Linked DNA regions of Sus scrofa: regions 2 and 3 are each linked to region 1. Evidence: chromatin contacts called from public Hi-C data. All regions are on one chromosome and are shown on one strand. Each heading gives the region's core, a stretch centred on a gene start, on an enhancer-like site or on the middle of the called end of the contact. The rest is flanking DNA. Distances are from core to core; before and after follow the strand shown. Region 1 has its middle 95 kb from the start of TSC22D1. Region 2 overlaps NUFIP1 (nuclear fragile X mental retardation-interacting protein 1). Region 3 overlaps TSC22D1 (TSC22 domain family protein 1).

Evidence for each region. Hi-C and Micro-C count contacts between places; a contact is called where the count stands out from the background.
Region 2: a Hi-C map of skeletal muscle shows a contact between it and region 1, with 13 times the contacts expected there. The contact joins two enhancer-like sites. A contact is called at or near these places in 4 of 47 Hi-C or Micro-C datasets (embryonic fibroblasts, psoas muscle and skeletal muscle) and 1 of 2 datasets of contacts at active chromatin or transcription factors (skeletal muscle).
Region 3: a Hi-C map of skeletal muscle shows a contact between it and region 1, with 4 times the contacts expected there. The contact joins two enhancer-like sites. A contact is called at or near these places in 2 of 47 Hi-C or Micro-C datasets (embryonic fibroblasts and skeletal muscle).

What each region holds. Positions count from the first base shown.
Region 1 is chr11:22,421,767-22,426,007 of Sscrofa11.1, reverse strand. No RefSeq gene overlaps it. Among named protein-coding and RNA genes, the nearest start is that of TSC22D1, 95 kb to the left of the region's middle. Within about 2 kb of position 1,382, at least 8 of the 83 cell types and tissues checked have an H3K27ac peak or open chromatin away from gene starts, as enhancers often do. A contact at or near this core is called in skeletal muscle, where this site is marked.
Region 2 is chr11:22,281,085-22,285,145 of Sscrofa11.1, reverse strand. It overlaps NUFIP1 (nuclear fragile X mental retardation-interacting protein 1), which reads right to left. Exons shown (of 10, transcript XM_001927425.5): 6 at 451-543. It overlaps LOC102159419, which reads left to right. Exons shown (of 3, transcript XM_021065393.1): 3 at 712-1,927. Among named protein-coding and RNA genes, the nearest start is that of NUFIP1, 16 kb to the right of the region's middle. Within about 2 kb of position 2,010, at least 5 of the 83 cell types and tissues checked have an H3K27ac peak or open chromatin away from gene starts, as enhancers often do. A contact at or near this core is called in skeletal muscle, where this site is marked.
Region 3 is chr11:22,575,031-22,579,227 of Sscrofa11.1, reverse strand. All of the region lies in intron 1 of TSC22D1 (TSC22 domain family protein 1), which reads right to left. Among named protein-coding and RNA genes, the nearest start is that of TSC22D1, 58 kb to the right of the region's middle. Within about 2 kb of position 2,462, at least 2 of the 83 cell types and tissues checked have an H3K27ac peak or open chromatin away from gene starts, as enhancers often do. A contact at or near this core is called in skeletal muscle, where this site is marked.

The DNA of each region.
Region 1 (4,241 bases), core at 133-2,632:
CCCATAGTGGCTCAGTGGAAACAAATCTGACTGGTATCCATGAGGACACCGTTTGATCCCTGGCCTTGCTCAGTGGGTTAAGGATCTGGCATTGCCATGAGCTGTGCTGTCTGTCGCAGACGTGGCTCGGATCTGGCCATTGCTGTGTGTGTGGCGTAGGCTGGCGGCTACAGCTCAGATTCAATCCCTAGTCTAGGAACCTCCATAGGCCGCGGGTGCGGCCCTAAAAAGACAAAAATATGTAAATAAATAAATGTGGCATTTTAAGAATTCATCTCCTATGTGTATAAGGCCATATATATATACATACATATATATATGTGTGTATATATATATATATATATATATATATCTTTTTTTTTTTTTTTTGTCTTTTTAGGGCCACCCCTGTGGCATATGGAAGTTCCCAGGCTAGGGGTCAAATTGGAGCCATAGCTGCCAGCCTATGCCACAGCCACAGCAAGAACTGAGCCATGTCTTTGACCTACAGGACAGCTCATGGAGATGCCAGATCCTTAACCCACTGAGCGAGGCCAGGGGTTGAACTTGCGTCCTCATGGATACTAGTCGGATTTGTTTCCGATGAGCCACGATGGGAACTCTTCTCTAGGTCTCTTTGTGTATCTGTGCATTTCATAGATTAAAAAAAAGAAATTCTGGGGCGTTCCCTTTGTGGCTCACGTGACTAGGATCCATGAGGTTGCGGGTTCGATCCCTGGCCTCGCTCAGTGGGTTAAGGATCCAGCATTGCAGCGAGCCGTGGTGTGAGTCACAAACGTGACTCGGAACTGGCCTTACTGTGGCTGTGCTGTAGGCCAGCAGCTGCAGCTCTGATTTGATCCTTAGCCTGGAAACTTGCATATGCCGCCAGGGAGGCCATTAAAAAGGTCAAAAAAAATTAAAAATTTTTAAAAAATAAAGTAAATCTGTCGGGAGCCTTTGCCAGACCTCATCTGTTTCAGTTTATGGAAATGGCTGCCTCTCCTGAGAAAGGGCTGGTGGGAAGGACGGGGGCAAAGGTAACCCCTGTCCCCAGGGACCTCTGCACGCTTCGTCCTGCTGGGTAGCCGAGCTGATCCTCTGCAGGCCTAGTGTTTCATAATCTGGGACCTTTGGCCACTGGTGGGGCCTGGGATCCAGGTGCCTGAGGAAATCTCTTTGGCACCCAGGTGCCCTGCAGCCAGAGTATCCGGGTTTAAACCCACCCCATGGGCCAAGCCTGGCATATGACTGGGCGCCTGCTCAGCTCCCATTTGGCACTGCAGTTCTTTGCCGGCCCTGGAACCCTGCCCCAAACCACTGCTGCCTGGCTCAGGGCCTGACCCTCTGCCCGCTCCCTGCCACACTACACTCCCTCTCTCTGGAGGGCTGGTCTTTGCCCCAGAGCCCTTCCGTCAGCTGCCTCCAGGGGCACTGCTTCCACCCAGAGGGCCCAGGCTTTCCTCCCCATCAAGCCCTTTGCCTGTGTGAATATTCCTCTTCCCAGACACCCTCACCATCGCATTCTTCCACCTCTTTGATTAAATACCCTGCCAGGTTAGACTCCGGGCCACCAAACTCCGGGGGAGTCAGGAGGTAGATTCCAGGCTGTCCCCGTTTGAAGCCAGCCCAGGTCAGTCCTGGATCCTCCCTTCTCCCCCCTGAACCATTGCTGAAAAGCTTATGAGGAGTTCCCATCGTGGCTCAGTGGAAATGAATCTGACTAGTATCCATGAGGACACAGCTTCGATCCCCCTCCTCGCTCAGTGGGTTAAGGATCCGGCGTTGTCGTGAGCTGCAGGGTAGGTCACAGACTCAGCTCAGATCCCGAATTGCTGTGGCTGTGGTGTAGGCTGGCAGCTGCAGCTCCAATTCCACCCCTAGCCTGGGAACCTCCATATGCCTCGGGTGCGGCCCTAAAAAGACCAAAAAAAAAAAAAAAAAAAAAAAAAAAAAAAAAAAGAAAAGGTTACGAAAGCAGATGGAGGGCTCGTCATTCCTAGAGCGCAGACCACATGGAGGGTGTGTCCAGGCACCCGAACATCTGGGGGTTGTTGGCGGGACCTTGACTTTGGACCAGAGCAGGGGGAGGAGGCTGTTCTTTAAGCCCCCAAACAGACAGAAGGGATTCAAAAGGGTCCAGAAGTACACTGCATTGGCGTAAATAAGGTTTGCAGACTTCGGCTGGCCACACCACCGCAGCTAAACTAAGAACTTGGGCCTGTGACCTCTCCTTGGAGGGAAATACAGGGAAAAGATGCCCCGCCCCCAATCCTGCCCTTTGGGGTAAAGAATACCTTCTGATATTAAATCCAAGGTTGAGAGCGAGGAGAACTGTGGGACTGTAACAGCCTCTTGCATCCTGCTGAAGGAGGGTTTATACGGCCCCAGCAATGGCAGGGCCAGAAAGAGTTGTGATCTTTGGGGATCCATTGGGGAACCCCGCCAAGCCGGGGATGTGGGGCTCCCTGGGGCTGAAATGTCCCAGAGAGGACCAGCCACCAAGACAGCCAGAGCCATGTCCCCATCTGCTTGAAAGAAAGAGGTGTTTGTAATTGATCAAAGCAAGTCTGCGGTGCCTGGTCCATAGGAGACCCTCAATAAGCCTTCACAGCAGGAAAACAGGATGGAGGTTTCTCAAAACACTAAAAATAAAAGTGCCATAGGATCCAGCAATCCCACTTCTGGCATCTATCCAGAGAAAACCATGACTTAAAAAGATATATGTACCCCGATATTCACTGCAGCACTATTTACAGTAGCCAAGACATAGAAGCAACCTAAATGTCCATCAGCTGATGAATGGATAAAGATGTGGTACATATATACAGTGGAATACTACTCAGCCATAAAAAGGAATGAAATAATGCCATTTGCAGCAACATGGATGGACCTAGAAATGATCATACTAAGCGAAGATAGACAGTGAAAGAAAAACATCGTATGATACATGTGGAACCTAAAAAAAAGAAAAAAAAAGGATGCAAATGAACTTATTTGCAGAACTGAAATAGACACAGACTTTGAAAAACTAATGGTTACCAAAGGGGACAGGTCAGGGGTCGGGAGGGGATGGACTGGGGGTTTGGGATGGAAATGTTCTAAAATTAGGTTGTGATGATGGTTGTACAACCTTAAATATAATACAGTTCAGTGAATTTTTTTTTTTTTTGGTCTTTTTGCCTTTTCTAGGGCCACATCCAGGCATATGGAGGTTCCCAGGTTAGGGGTTGAATCAGAGCTGTAGCCACGCACCTATGCCAGAGCCACAGCAACTGGGATCTGAACTGCATTTGTGGCCTACACCACAGCTCACGGCAACACCAGATCCTTAACCCACTGAACAAGGTCAGGGATCGAACCCGAAACCTCATGGTTCCTAGTCGGATTCGTTAACCACTATGCCACGACAGGAACTCCATGAATTATTTTTTTAAAAAAAGGATGAGGGCAGAGGAACAACTGAAAAAAATAATAAAGTTGACAAAATGTAAAAAAAAAAAAAATTATGTTCACAGCTTCCTCCCACCAGAGATCCAGCAGCCAAGGCAGACAGACAGACATACCCTCAGAAGTTGGCAGAAACCGCATATGGAGGCTTAGGGCTCCTTTGGGTGAAGGAGAAGCGTGCCCTCCACGCACCTGCTCAGGCCATGCATCTGGGAGAAGCTTTGGGAAGCTGTCCCCACGTGGAAAGACAAGTTTTCTCCGGGCTCCCCTATGTCTCCCCCTGACTCTGCCTCCTTGGAAAACACTCCTGTGGATGGTGAGGGTGAAGCGGGATGGTGGAGGCCGTGGCAAAGCGTGAGAGACTCCAACACAGACGGCTCACTGCGGTCTTGCCTCTCAAGCCTCCAAACCTTGTGAGCCGGGTGTCTCTTGTGTAACTTGAGGTGCAAGTGTGCGGGTGTTTACTTTCACGTGGGGATGGAAGAGTAGATAAAATTCATGACCAGTGAGCTGCATGTGTTCAGTGACCTTCCAGTGGAGCGGCAACAAAAAGTAATTACAGGAGTTCCCATCGTAGCACGGTGGAAACGAATCCAACTGGGAACCATGAGGTTGCAGGTTCCATCCCTGGCCTCACTCAGTGGGTTAGAGATCCAGCGTTGCCGTGAGCTGTGGTGTAGGTCGCAGGTGCAGATTGGGTCCTGCGTTGCTGTGGCTCTGGCGCAGGCTGGTGGCTACAGCTCCGATAAGATCCCTAGCCTGGGAACCTCCATATGCCATGGGTGCGGCCCTAAAAGGACCAAAAAAAAAAA
Region 2 (4,061 bases), core at 761-3,260, 140 kb after region 1:
TTGAAAACCCATGAATACAGAGAATTGCTTATTTTAAAATTTAAAATACAATTTTCAAAAAATTTAAGTAAAAAACTTAGAAAAGCAAATATTCTAGAATTGGAAGTATAGAGGTTTTAGGATTTTGGTATATGCTCTTTTTTATTACTATTTTTGAGTACATATATTCATAAAATAAGCATGAAGAGAGTTCCTGTCGTGGCGTAGTGGAAATGAATCTGACTAGGAACCATGAGGTTGCAGGTTCAATCCCTGGCCTTGCTCAGTGGGTTAAGGATCCAGTGTTGCTGTGGCTGTGGTGTAGGCTGACTGCTGCAGCTCCGATTACATACACCCCTAGCCTGGGAACCTCCATATGCCGCAGGCACAGCCCTCAAAAGATGAAAATAAATAAATAAATACATAAAATAAAGTAAGCATGAAGGCCGCAAGCAATTTTAAGGAACTTACCCATATTGCGTTGTTGTCAACACTGCTCCACTCTTTTCCTTTTCAAGTTTTAACTTTTTCTTCCTTTCGATATTAGCCAGAGTTGGGTAGTTTCTAGACAACAAAAAGAAGTGCATTTTAAAAGGGCTTTTAGAGGCCAGCTGTAATTATGCAATCAAGCAGTTACTGCTTTAACCATTTTTGTTTACCTGATGACTAATACAATAAATTGATAAAAACTTTTAATTCTTTCTATGAACTTTTAATTCATCCCTTTTTAAGGGTGAAAAAGCAGGCTACAATGATGCTACTCAAAGCATAGAACAGCTGCCAGTCCACTAACTTTGCTACCAGTCTGTTACCAGGTAAGGAGCTTACAGCAGAATTCAAATCAAATGTCATATCAAGTGGTGTAGTTCATTTATTTGGCACATACCCATAAACATTATAAGAAAATGTATTTTTTTACTTGTACTTATGCAAATACATACTAGTAGGTACATCCAGAGTTACTAAGGAAGAAACAGTCCTCAAAAATGGTACAGTCTAGCAAGAAGCATAAAAAGAAGGACAGTTATTTCTGAAGAACAGCTGTAATAAAGGGCAAAATATAATAAGCAACCCAAGGAGTAGAAAGATGGGAGGATGGGAAGGAAAGATCCTATCTAGATGGATATAGCCACAAAGGAACATGAAAAGCGCTGGCCTTAAATGGTCTTAACAGACAGAAATAAGATGGAAAAGTTTCAGGGTGTTCCAGGCAAAGCAAACAGCGTGTAGACAAACCAAGGCCTCGGAAAGCGTGAGATATCCAAGGAATGGCAAATGGTTTGTTTTCTAAGAGACATATAGTTATAGGCAATCAGATCAGCAAGGGAGGCTGGGGCCAAAATGGCCTTGAATGCCAAACCAGAAAGCTTATATACAATTTGGCGGCAATGGGGAGCCACTGAAAGTTATCAACAGGGAGAGATATGAAGGAGGCAGTGGGTAAGATTAAATCTGACAGCAATGTGCAAGATGAATTGCTCTGACAAAGCTTTCTTTGTTCCTTCGCACAGGTGTGTGGAGATGGAGACACCAAACTTCGGTGGTGAGAGCATCAGATCCTACAAGCATAAAAGGCATGGGGGCGGGGGGACACAGCTCTCTACCACTCAGCCTGGCTGCTCACCAGAGGAAAGTTTGAGAAACATCAACAAAGCATGTTCTGCCATTGTTTCGAGGACACTGTTTCCACCCTCGTCTTTTTTTTAACATCTGCATCACTGATTTGGATAGCACAGACAACATGAAGCCCATGGACACACTGGAAGATGAGAATGGAAATGACATTGAGTAAGAGGTGAAGTAATCAGAAAAAAAGGCAATGAATTTCAATGAGAACAGTGCAAAGCCATTATCCAGCCAAGAAAAATAAACTCCATAAATAAAAGATGATTAATGTACAAGCTATAAATAAACATAAGACGAAACGATCAAGGTCACGGGAGATAAAAATCTGACAGCCAGTCAGCACCACATGACTACGCTTTTGGAAAGGAAACATAATCTAGGTTATATGAGATGGAGTCTGGCACAGGTATGAGTGTGAAATCATCCCCTCATGATACTCAAAAGTGATCAGAAACTCTCAGGGCACCACGTCCAGTTTTGTACTGCTAAACTGAAAAGGAATGCTGAGGGAAAATAAAACTTGGAAGGGGTTCAGAAGAGACTCAAAGATGATTAACAGGATGAAAAATAAAACCTCTGAGGAAAGATGAAAGGATCTGGAACTATTTGCAACCTTTAAAAGAGGAAGAGAAGTGACAATAAACGATCTGATGGAGAAGATGGCAGCCAGCTGTTGGCAATCTGAAGACAGACTACACAGAAGTGGAAATGATGAGAAAAAAGGTGATGACTTTCACAGGCCCCACAGTGTCTAGACGTGTAACTCACAGCTACTCAACACCCTTCACTTCTCTGAAATTCACTTATTCTTACTACTTGTGTTTCTTTAACATTTTTTCTTCTGAGTATTGCAGGCCAGCCCTTAATATGTTGGGCCATATGCTAAACATGAAATACTTGGTCCTTCACTGTCTCATCTATAAACAAGCACACATTCTGTAACTGCTTCTCAATGGTAAGGAATAGAAACGTCTGTCATAGCAAGTGGATTTTAGGTGAGATGTGAGAAAGAATTCCTTAAACGAGATATCAGGATATTGTGAGAACTCCTTTGATGGAAGTCTCCAAAGCAGCTCACTTTTTCCTTCTGGCTGATTATAGGTATCACTTTCCTAAAGCTAAGGGATCTTTATATCCCTGCCAAAGTTATAAGATTCTATTTTACAGAGTTCCCATTGTGACTCAATGGATTAAGAACCTGACATTGTATCTATCCATAAGGAGGCAGGTTCAATCCCTGGCCTCACTCAATGGGTTAAGGATCCGGCATTGCTCTAAGCTGCAGCACTGGTTGCAGATGCGGCTAGGATCCCACATTGCTGTGGCTGTGGTGTAGGCAGGAGGCTGCAGCTCTGATTTGACTCCTAGCCCAGAAACTTCCATATGCTGTGAATGCGGCCATAAAAAGAAAAAAAAAAAAGATTCTATTTTTCAGTGCTTAAATTAATAAAATCTTCCAAAAGGCATACCATTCTTATTTATACAGAACCTAGAGACAAAAACCAGAGTACACAAGGCTGCTAGAAAGCAAATTACTCCCCCCCAAAGGGAAACACAACTTAGTCACTCATACAACAATAACCAGGAAGCCCCTTCAAGAATAAGGAAAAGTCTGGATCTTTGATAAAGGGCCCAGGTCAGGTTTCTAAAGTAGATAAATCCAAAGCAAACTGTTGAAAAAAAATCACCAATTGTCTTATACTGCACAACTACACACCAGTAAAACTTAGCTCACTATCTCCTGATAGAGAACAGAGGTTAGGAAGCTATAAAGTGGTACTTTCACAGTTGGTTTCTCTATTTTTACCTCCTAAAATTGCTTTTCTCTCTACCTCCATCTTTCTCCAGCACCCCAAAAGAGATTGGCCCTGAAACCATATGCTATTTTTCTTTCTCTCTTCTCTTTCATTTCTCATCTCCTCTTTGCCGTCCCCTTGCCTAAACTTTAAGCCTCGAGGGACAAGCCTTAAGTCCCAGAGTCAATAACTGGGCCACACGGAACCAACCACTATCTTAGCACATTTCCTTCCTGGCTACGTCTTCCTCTTTCCTTATCCTCAAATCACCACCCATTCATTGGCTTTTCCCCTAAGTCTGTTCTCTAGAAAAACCCAATCCCTCTTTACTCTCACCGAACCACAACTGTTTCAACACAGGCTATAGCACTGCATTTTTATTTCAAAGTCTTTTTGAACCTCAAAAAGATGTGGCATTCTTTAGGAATATACCCCTCTGGTGGAATTCTGAAAGAAACAGGGACACAATTATACAGGGTTTCCTCAGAGCCACAGTAACTACTGAAGTTAAGTTCACAAAACTACTCCACCTAGTGGACTCCCTATCTGCTATGAAGTATGTTTCACTATCTCTAAAACTGAGGTTTTAGAAACAAACCTCTCCCACCCACTTTCCCTCAGGCCAAATCATACAGCATTTATACCTAATAAGACAGGAAT
Region 3 (4,197 bases), core at 1,213-3,712, 150 kb before region 1:
AAACCAGAAATCCCAGCTTCTGCACCCAGACAGTATGTTTCCACACCCAGAGAAGCCAATCAGTCGCCACAAAATTAGTATGAAAATAACAATCAGAAGAATGGTTCACAAACAATAATACTGGTACAAGGCGACGTACTTAACGCTACTGAATGGTGCGCCCAAAAAAGGGCTAAGATGGTAAATTCTATGTGACGCATCGTTAACCCCAAGTGAAAGGGAGGGCAAGAAGAGGAACATTTCAAGAAGGCTTCACTGACATGTGGAATCTGAAAAAAGGACAGACTGAACTTCTTTGCAGAACAGATGCTGACTCACAGACCTTGAAACACTTATGGTCTCCGGAGGAGACAGTTTAGGGGGTGGGGGGATGTGCTTGGGTTGTGGGATGGAAATCCTGTGAAATTGGATTGTGATGATCATTGTACAACTACAGGTGTGATAAATTCATTGAGTAATAATTAAAAAATTAAATTAAAAAATATTTGCAACTCTTTAACAACAACAAAAAAAAGACTAAAAACGTGGACCTCCTTGCTATGAAAATTCATAAAAGCTAAGATGTCTGTGATCTAAATCTATTAAATCATGACAGAGGGCATAAAACTGCAGTTGCTCACTGAATTAGTTACTAGAACAAAAAGGGGAAAAAAAGAAGCTAATCGGAAGAAGAAATGCGATCCCACTTTTAACACATTTATCTTCATTAATAATCAAAGAGCACAGTAACACAGAGCAAATTAGCGAATTAGCCCCCCCCCCAAAATAGATACAATAATAATCCAGGCCAGGGAAATGAATGTTCTCATACATTGCTAATCAAAGTTACCATCAAGGCTGTTTTGAGAAGGAATTTGTCAGTGAACACCTAGAGTAGTAAAAACATGTTTACGCTTCTCCCCAGTAACTTCACTTCTATGCATTAATCCGAAGAAAACACTCCTAAATGCATAAAAAGATTCATGCACAAACACGAATGCTTATTCAAGCACTGTTTACAATGGAAGAGGGAAAAAAAAAAAAAAAAAAAGGAAATGAATGCCCGGCAGTAAGAAAATAAACTCTGGTACATCCGTAAAATGTTTGTATACAGGAGGTAAAAAATGTTTTGGAAGAAACTTGTGATGACAGGGGAAGATGCTGAGTGAAAGAATTATGGGTAAGTGTTTATACCGGGTATCATAACACTGGATATTTCCAAACAACACAAACAAAAATCTCTGCCTAGAATTTCTCTACTTTTGTGTCCCTGTAATAGGAGGGGGAGGGAGTAATTTAGCAATAAATTAACTCTCATTTTCATTTGGGAGAAGAGAGTAGAGAATGTATGAACTTCATAAAACATCCACCAGCTGCCTGACTTTAATTTCCCCATTAGGTGGTTGGTACCTTGAGGTCAGGAGCTGCATCTGATTTCTTTATCTCTAAGACTCAGCACATAGTTGACACATAGTACTTGCTCAATATGGAAATCTAGGAGTTCCCATTGTGGCCCAGTGATTAATGAATCCAGCTAGAAACCATGAGGTGGCGAGTTTGATCCCTGCCCTTGCTCAGTGGGTTAAGGATCCAGCGTTGCCATGAGCTGCGGTGTAGGCCGCAGGCGCGGCTTGGATCTGGCGTTGCAGTGGCTGTGGTGTAGGCTGGTGGCTACAGCTCCGATTTGACCCCTGGCCTGGGAACCTCCATATGCCGTGGGAGCGCCCCAAGAAATGGCAAAAAGACAAAAACAAAAAAACAAAAAAACAAAAAAAACGGAAAGCTAAGTAACAGCTTTCTAAACAAAAAGAAATGTACACCAACTTTTTAACACTCAAGAACCAGCCAATCAAGCCAAAAGTCTGGGATTCTGTGACGGAGTATTTGATTAGGATTAAAAATAAATGATACTGACAAATAAATGCCTCTTTTTCCTAATTTCTAGGGAAATGGTTTCATGAATATAGGTTTTAATGCAAACACAGGAGGACTGATCCAATGTGCTTAGGTGAAGAGCTTGGATAGCAATTTCAGGTAAAGAGGAACCGCCCAACCAGAGGCCACAGTTAGAAACTCCCCATCCCTTAAATGCGCCTGTCCCCCAGCCCTCTACCTTCAGCCTTCTGCTCTTTTCACTGTACACACACTTCCTGGGTGATCATGGCTACGCGCGCGATCACCTCTGCGCTCACACCTTTCAATATCACCATGAAAGCAACAGCATCCCCCCCCCCCAAATCAGTATCTTCCATTCAGAATTTTATCCCTGTCTCTGGGCTCAAATTAGAATGCTCCTTGGCCATCTCTACAGGAATGTTTGTTTGAAATTCAACATGCTTAAAAATAATTTTGACTTGGAGTGCCCGTCATGGCTCAGCAGAAACGAATCTGACTGGTATCCATGAGGACGCAGGTGTGATCCCTGGCCTGGTTCAGTGGGTTACGGATCCAGCATTGCTGTGACCTGTGGTATAGGTTGCAGACTCTGCTCAGATCAAGTTGCTGTGGTGTAGGTCAATGGTTACAGCTCCAATTCAACCCCTAGCCTGGGAACCTCCATGTATTGCAGGTACAGCCCCCTCCCAAAAAAAGGTAATTTCGTCTTCCTCTGGATACCTGTTTCTTCTATATTTCCTTCTTCTTCGAGACAGAAATACTTCCCTCCTAGAAAACCAGATATATCTTAACATAACCCTTTCCTACACCTACATCCATCACCTAACAAGACAGACTTCCTAAACCTTCCATAGCGCAGCCTCTTTTTCGCATCTCTAAGGCCACTGTCCTTACTTAGGGCCACTTCAGGGCTTGCCTGAATCCTGAAATTGCCTCCTTGTTGATTTTCTTGCCTCTAGCCCTAATTCTCAACAGTCGTCTTCAGAGATCCGCTTAAACGTCACCTCAGGTCGGTCTTCCCTGCTCCCCCAGACCAGGGGACTTAACTTCGACCAATCCACAGCAATCGTCTACCTCCTGTCCTCAGACTTCTTAAAAGGTTCCTGCAGTGAAAATCCACCCTAGAAAGTCGGCTCCTACATCAGGGATGGAGCTGCCTTTCTCGTGCTGTTCTGCCATATTTCACCTAGGGCTCCGTTAAAATGACTTCGTGTATAGGATCGAAAATGTGGCTAACAGTAACGATTGACTCGCCCCTGGAGGTCTTGCAGAGGAACCTATCGACTTGTTCTACCATATGCAGGGGCTTTTTGTGAGCAGTACAATACGAATTAACTTCAATCTCACTGATCATTCTCTGTCATGCATTTTCTTAAGTCACCGTACACAAAAAACACAAAGACCCATGAAGTTTTTTTGATATTATAAGTCTTCATACTTTAAAAGCTGGAGACGAACAGATTAGGAAGAAAGTGGCCTGGCAAAATAGAAATATTTCACAAAAGAAAGTGCTCTTGAAAAGTATGAATTGACTGGAACAGAGATCGGCTTCTAAAACCAGCTGATGTTTCCATTTTGATTCATAAACCATTGGAAACTGGAACAGCTACCAGGAGACATAGCCAACTACAGTCGCCCTAAGCAATGTCAGCCAGGGCTGTGCTGAACCACAGAAGAGAACTGTCTTATCTCTTCCACTTTCTCCTAGTTTAGCTAATTAAGATCCTTGGGAGAAGAGAATTCAGATGACAAGTGACCTCAGTAGGCATGAACAAACCCAGACACCAATTAAAAACTGCTTTGATGGATAAACCTACACTAAACTCTAACGAATGCGGCAGAAAAGTTTGGGGAAATTCCTTTCAACATCTGGGTAGCTACAGCATGATAACTAAGAAGGAAATCGAAAAATGTTACCTTTTCTATTTTTTTTCATCTTTTCTTTTATCACCCTTAAGACTCAAAACCTTGAAGGATGTTCTAATTAAAACCCCTTCTGAGAATGATCTGATTATCTGAAGAAAAAATAAATTATTCATTAACTGTTGTCAGAATTACTAGAAGCCATCTACAAAAGAGATAAAGTCGGATTTACTCAGTGAACCAAAATGAACTACAAAGGGGTCAAATATTTATATAGAAAAAAATGAAGTCAATAGTCAAAGTAAACATAATACCTTTACACCCTTGGAGTAAAAGTCTTTCTAACTCAAAATTTTAGTCATAAGAGGAAACTTTGATGAATTTGACTGCATAAAAAGGAAAACCCTCTGCCTGTTCCCCTCCCCAAAATCTGCTCTGAGCAAAATCAAAAGACAAATG